2 separate regions of the Mustela erminea genome follow, and region 2 is linked to region 1. The links are chromatin contacts, called in public Hi-C maps. All regions are on one chromosome and are shown on one strand. Each heading gives the region's core, a stretch centred on a gene start, on an enhancer-like site or on the middle of the called end of the contact. The rest is flanking DNA. Distances are from core to core; before and after follow the strand shown.

The links. A called contact is a pair of places that touch in the nucleus more often than the background predicts.
Region 2: a contact with region 1 is called in a Hi-C map of fibroblasts, with 5 times the contacts expected there. The contact joins the promoter of PIK3CA here to the promoter of ZNF639 in region 1. A contact is called at or near these places in 3 of 3 Hi-C or Micro-C datasets (fibroblasts, skeletal muscle and spleen).

What each region holds. Positions count from the first base shown.
Region 1 is chr1:118,340,190-118,343,475 of mMusErm1.Pri, reverse strand. It overlaps ZNF639 (zinc finger protein 639), which reads left to right and starts at 1,568. Exons shown (of 7, transcript XM_032340339.1): 1 at 1,568-1,889.
Region 2 is chr1:118,504,663-118,507,930 of mMusErm1.Pri, reverse strand. It overlaps PIK3CA (phosphatidylinositol 4,5-bisphosphate 3-kinase catalytic subunit alpha isoform), which reads left to right and starts at 1,571. Exons shown (of 21, transcript XM_032340358.1): 1 at 1,571-2,046.

The DNA of each region.
Region 1 (3,286 bases), core at 319-2,818:
AGATGTATCCCTTTTCTAATCAGGAAAAAAAACTGAGCTATACTACAAATGTGATAAAAAGTTGGGAGAAATAGTGAGGATTTAATACCCCTTCTGTCAAAATTGTATTAGAAGATAACAAACCCTACAACTCGGTATTCTATTGAGATTTGAGGGTTTCATCCTCGCAGCCACCACCCCCCATTAAGAGGAAGGAAAGGAAAGGGGGGGGGACGCAAAAATGAAACTAGAAAACTTACTCGAACTAATCAAAAAACATCAAGTATCCTGACTTGTGATTATGCTAAAGGACAAGTCAACATTGTAATGCTCTTCCTATTTACTTCTCTGGGTAAGGGAAAATAGTGTGGGTTTGTTTGCTTGTTTGTTTGTTTAAGTAATGTGCTGGGGGGCTGGTAGTGTTGTTTGCTCTCACTACAGAATGTTTTGAAATAAAACTTCAGCCTAGAATGTAAAGATTTTGTTTGGCACAAGGCAACGCACGAGCGAAACAATAACTTAAAATGGTCCCATACCACCCCCTTGTGGCTTCCAATGTGTCACGTCGGGGAACAGCCCAACCAGCCGAGAGGACGGAACTGTGAATACTGTTTATGTAAGTCCAGCAAACACGTGTCCATTCCCTACCCGGCAGCGGTACGAACTATATGAGGATTAATAGATACCACTAAGTCTCTTCGTACTTTATTCAGGCCATGCCAGCCAGCATTCGTAAACATTCACTTATTTGGGCTGAGTACACAAACACATACAGTAGTCGAGGTCCTAAAAAGTGAGCATCGGAAACCGGGTGTCTCTTTAAAATACGGCTTCATCTTCTGGAATAAAGGTGAAGGAATGGGAGTAAGGTCTGGAATGATTATTCTCCAGCGTTTGGGTGGTTGGGTAACATGTGGTAATCAGAAAAAGCACAGTGGATGTGGATGAAAAGACATGGACCGCAGCCCTAACTCTCCGAGTGACCTTAAGCGCATATAATACGGGCCCCATTCATCTACTTAACAAATATTTGAAGCCCGGGTGCTGAGGTTACAAAAATGAATCAGACCTAGCCTTTAGACCCTCGCTTTTCTAATTTGTAAATTGGGACCGACAACTTCAACTTACTATCAAAAATTAAACATATGACGGGCCCCCCTTGTACAGAGATGTTCATCTTTGAAACCGTGTTCACAGGTTTATTTATGCTTGTTCAATTTAATCCTTTCCACGTCTGCTCCTAGGAGCTCTAAATCGGAAAAGGAATTAAACAATCTAATCCAATCCTCTAAAATTTTACATTCATTCCACGGGGATTTCTTGAATCAAGGAATCGGCCTGAGGCCTAATAACGACCGCGATCTTCAAAATTCTCAGCCTCCTACCCCCGCGTAGTTCTTTCGTGGGGACGCGGTACAACCTTGGCAAGGCCGTCGCCCTCTGCGTCCCCAGCAAGCAGCCGCCGCTCTGGGGGCTGAAATGCCATCTGCCTTGCCTAACTCGTGGAAGACCGCTCTCGCACGCCCCCTGGAGGAACCAGGTGGGAAAGGGGCCGCTAGCTCGCCGCGCTTCTCCCACTTCTCTGGAGGCGGGAGGAAAGGCTCGGGAGCCCGTGGTAGGGAAGTTCCCTCGGCGGCCTCGCGGGGAGCAGTTCTAGGGAGTGGAATCACCCGCTAGGCTCCGGAGGGGCGGTACCCAGCCCGGAAGAACCCTGCGGCGGCACAGAAGTGCCGGCAGGGGGCGCGGGCTGCCGGGCCACCCCCGGGGGCTAAAGGCCGGTGGTCCCTCCCAGCTCTGGTGTGCGGCGTCGCCGCGCCGCCCGATCCCCTGCCCCCCCACTCTCACCTCGTCACCTCCCCCGCCCAGTCGGCGGGCCTCTGAGGTGCGCGGCGCAGGCGCGGAGCGAGGTGGTGAGTGCGGCCGCCGAGCTGGGGCCTGGGGCTTGGCGCCTGGCGGGCAGGGCGTGAGGCGCGCGGGAGGGAGAAGGGCCGGCCCGGGGGAGCGCCCGAGAGCGCGAGGGCCACCGCGGCGCCGCCCGCCGGCAGGGCCGCGCGGCCGCTCCGCCCGCACTCGGGCGCTTCGGCTACCGCCGCCGCCTCGGAGCTGCGCCTGGGCGGGCCCCGGAGTCCTGGTGAGTGTGAGTGTGAGGAGGAGCGGGCCGGCGGCGTGCGGACGCAGCCTCCCACAGGAGAGGGCAGGGAAGACCCCACGACGTCTTTTCAAATGAAACCCTGCCTCCGTTTTCAGACGGGATGGCGGCCCCTCCCCCATCCTGGAGGCAGTTCCACCCCCCGCGGAGGACGCTCGGCCCCCTGCTGCTGTTTTCTTTATGGCGCTTTTGGGGTCGGGGTTTAGGAGTCCCCGCTGGTCGCCTGGCCCTGCTGGGCCCGGCGCGTGGCGCGGGCGTGGAGGCGGCTAGGTCCGGGGGTCTCCTGCGCGGCCCCTCTGACCGGCGTGTCCGGTGGCGCCTGGGCTCCCGAAGCCGGTCGGTGCCAGGCTGGCCCCCCGCGGTGCGGAGCGGCTTGGGGACTCGCTGCGAATCCCTTGTTCGCCCGCAAGCCTCCGCGGCCGAATGCAGCCTGGCGCTCTCATCTCGGGCCAGTGGCCTGCCCCCCCCTTCGGGTGCCCCTACACCCCTTTAGCTTTTCTTTTTCAGTACAACCTACGACGCGAGTAATTTGAAATAATTTCAACTACCTCTTTGCGAAGAGGTAAAAATTTGGGCAAAGACTGGTAACTCAAGTTGGACGTACCGTGGGTTCTGGTTTAAAAACTCTACTGAAACATTTTTGTGTTTCAGTTCTTTTAAAATCTGGAGAATATGTACTTATTCTGAAAGGAGGATGAAAAAAACTTGCTTTTAAAACCTTGTAAAAATAGAGCTTTTGATTGTGAATACTTGCCTTATTTTTATACCAGTTAGAGAGTATTTATATGAGATGAAAGGCCTTCGATGTCGATCTGTTTGATACAGGTACTGATTGCGTGTTAAATGGCATTTTGTACAGACATTCTTGAAAAAAATGACAGGTGGAGAGATGCTGATAGGTATTTTGTAAGTTGCTTTTAAAAAAAAAAATCAATGTTTCATGTGGCATGGTATCATTTTTGTAAATGTAGAACATACATATGTATACCTTAGCCTAGGAAAATGTCTAGATGTCTGTATACCAAAATGTTAACAATGTTTTTCCTGGGTGAATAGATTCAAAGTGATTTAATTAATTTAAATTAACTTATAACCTGCTGTGACATGTATTACATGGGTTGTTTGTTAAATGGGGAAGAGAGAGTGAATGAGAAGGTG
Region 2 (3,268 bases), core at 322-2,821, 160 kb before region 1:
AACAGTGCAAACATTTAAAAGCAAGATAAAACACATGATAGATCAGTGGTCATCAAATAAATCAAATGCATCAACTGAGAATTGGGCTATAAATGCTACTCCTGCAAAGTGAATAATCACGCATTCAAGTACCAGGTATGCCATTTTCTGCTATGATACATGATTTCTTAAGTGCCGATCATCACATAACAAAAATTACACATTGCAATTTACATTTTCTTATTTAAACATAAATTTTAGAAGGAAAAATATAGCAAAGACTAGCAAAGACTACCTATTAATATTTCAAAAAACTCTGTGCCTGGAAACATAGTTTTGGAAATGCTGCCTTAAGGTTTACTTTGACTCCTGGCTCAACGTTGTTTGCTTCCTCTCCCCGTCCCCCTGCCCCCTCCCTTAAATTCCCTGCTCTGGAGTAAATAACATCATGTCCTGAAACTACGGGAAAAAATCCTGGTTCAAGAGAAAAATTTAGAAACATACGCCTCTGGAATGTAAGATGAAAAACCAGACCTTAAGAGAAAGAAAACAAGAAATAGTCAAATGATAGTATGAAAACATAAAGGAATGAATCTCATTTACGATTGCGTACGGACGTGTGATGTTAGAGCAAAAATTGGTTATTGGTCAGGTTTTTGCCCTTGGATGACAAATGGGACTATAACCTCTCTAGGGTGGGTCACTTCCAAGACGTAAAAATTCAAAAGAACGGATGTTTGAGGGCTTGTATTGCAGACTTCAATCACGTCCCGAGCCTTTTCAATACAATGAAAGACCACCAGGGGGAGAAACGCGAAGAACACTGGACCTTTATAAGAACCGCGATCTCAAAAGGCAACAGATCCCATTATTCTTAAGGAAAGGGGTGGAGGGAGTGGGATTCTGTAGCAAACAGCAGAAAGCTTGAATCTAATCTATAGCTGAGAGCTTTTCTGAAGTCTCCGTGGGCACTACGCGAAAAAAGGTCTTCTCAAGTCAGAACTGAATCCTACAAGCTGACTCAAATCTGAATTTAAACACATTGCAAAAGGTCTCCCCGGAGTGAGTCAGGATTGCAGAGGGGGGTGGCAGTGTATTACTCTTCCGATTTGGGCTATAACTTAACTTTACATTGGCAGAATGACGCGCACCAGCGCTTCCTAAAGTGCCTTCTTTCTAGTATCCATAACCATTTCGGGTTCGCCACTGACAACGGCGGTGAACCACCAAGGCCCCTTCTCTGGCCCCCAAACAAGAGGAAATCTCATTTCCTCTGTGGGCGTATAAGTGCAAGATCTTACTCGATCCCAATACTCCTGTATGTCTACCCTAGACTGCCTAGTGCCCGTGGAAACAGATACACAACACATATGCCGTCCTAGGATGACACAACATCCTCACTGCTGCAAAAGACGGAGCATAAACACACCCGCTCCAGAAAGGCACCCCTCCACCACACGAACTTCGGGCGGAAAAACAAGGCGCAAGCGCACTGCCACACTGTTACCCGATTTGCCCACTTCCCCCTCCCGGGCTCAGCAATTTCACTTCCCCTCCTTTGCACTTCTACTTCCGGGGTATTGTAGGCTCAGCCCCTCCTCAGTTCTTACCCTCCTGTGCCCGAGGAGGGGGGGAGTCGAGGGGGTGGGGAAGAGTTCGTTGTTTGTTTACACGATGTGAGCGGAAAAAGAGACCAATAAAGTTTATTCTGGAAACAAAAGGAAAAAAAACAGGGTGACAGAGAAAGGAGACGGGGGCGGGGGCCTGTGGCGGGGGCTGGAGAGAAGAGGGAGCTAGAAGGAGAAAGCGGCAGTTCCGGTGCCGCCGCTGCGGCCGCTGAGGTCTTGGGCTGCTGCTGCCGCGGCCGCTGGGGCTGGGGCCGCCGGCGAGGCAGGGCTCGGGCCCGGCCGGGCAGCTCCGGAGCGGCGGGGGAGAGGGGCCGGGAGGCGGGGGCCGTGCCGCCCGCTCTCCTCTCCCTCGGCGCCGCCGCCGCCGCCGCCGCCGCCGCCGCCCGCGGGGCTGGGACCCGATGCGGTTAGAGCCGCGGAGCCTGGAGGAGACCCGAGCGTGAGTAGAGCGCGGACTGGCCGGGAGCGGGCGCGGCCGGGCTGGGAATGGGGTGGGTGTGGGGGCCTCTCCGGCGCGCCCTGGTATTGGGCGGGGGCTCCCCACGGGTCGTCTCTCAGGGTCGGCCCGCTGCAGACTTCGGCTAGGATCGCCGCTCCCTCTTCCCCGCCTGCCGCTGGCCTCACCCAGATGCAGAGGCGAGGGCTAGCCGTGTACTCTCCTTTCCCCCTGGCCGCCTCCTCGCTCCTGGTTTCCTTCCTCTCTCATTTTTGGAGATGGGGTGGCTGGAATCTGAGGAAGTGCACCCAGGGCCGCCGCCCCGGTGGCAGTAGCTCGGTGCCCCGCACCCTTGCACGCCCACCGGGCCCGCGGGGGGCCGGGCTGCCGCGACCACCGCGGCGTGAGGGATCCTGATGGAGCCGCGGGCAGTCCCATAAGGGCTGTCATGACCCAGGACTCCGGCCCTGCCAGCCGGACGACCCTGCGTTTGTCTCACGCTGAGTTTAAATCGCCCGGCTGGGGCAGGGAAGGAAAACCGCTCCCCCCACCCCGCGGTTCCCCTCCAACCCTTTCTCTCTAGGTTGTTGTTGTTTTTGTTTTGTTTTGTTTTGTTTTCCTTTTAACCGAGACAGTCAAACGTATTGGATCTTTCATTCATAGACCCTAGACATTGTCTCGTGATTTCGGTCTTTACTAAGTCTATTATGTGATGCCCGTTTCATAGCTCCTAAGTGGTTCAGAAAGGTAGGGTACGCCCAGCATTGGACTATGTAAACACCAGACGTTCAGCCTGTGTTTTGACCGCGGCTTGAGGGGTTTATTTTAGGATGCTAAAGGAATAGTGGTGATGGTGGCTAGTCCCCAGACTTAGGAATCAGGAATCGAAAGCTATTTCTGAGATGAGGGACTGTTTACAGAGTTCTACGACGGGTGAGAAAGCGCAACAAGAGGGGGGCTTTGAGGAAAACAGCTCGTATATTCTTTAATGAATTAGAGTTGTGATTTCGTTTTAGAAAAAGCTTCCTCATTCCGGCGCCTTTGTGCACATTCGGCACACAGGTTTGCGATATGTTTTGAATCTATTTTGTGAGGCCCCGGAGAACCCCTCGAAAACTTGGGTAGATAAACTGCTGGTAACTCAAGTCGGATGATTTCAGTGGCCACATTTGAACCACTGCAGGCAGTATTGGTCGCAGACTCTCTTCCTTAGATAATAGATTCT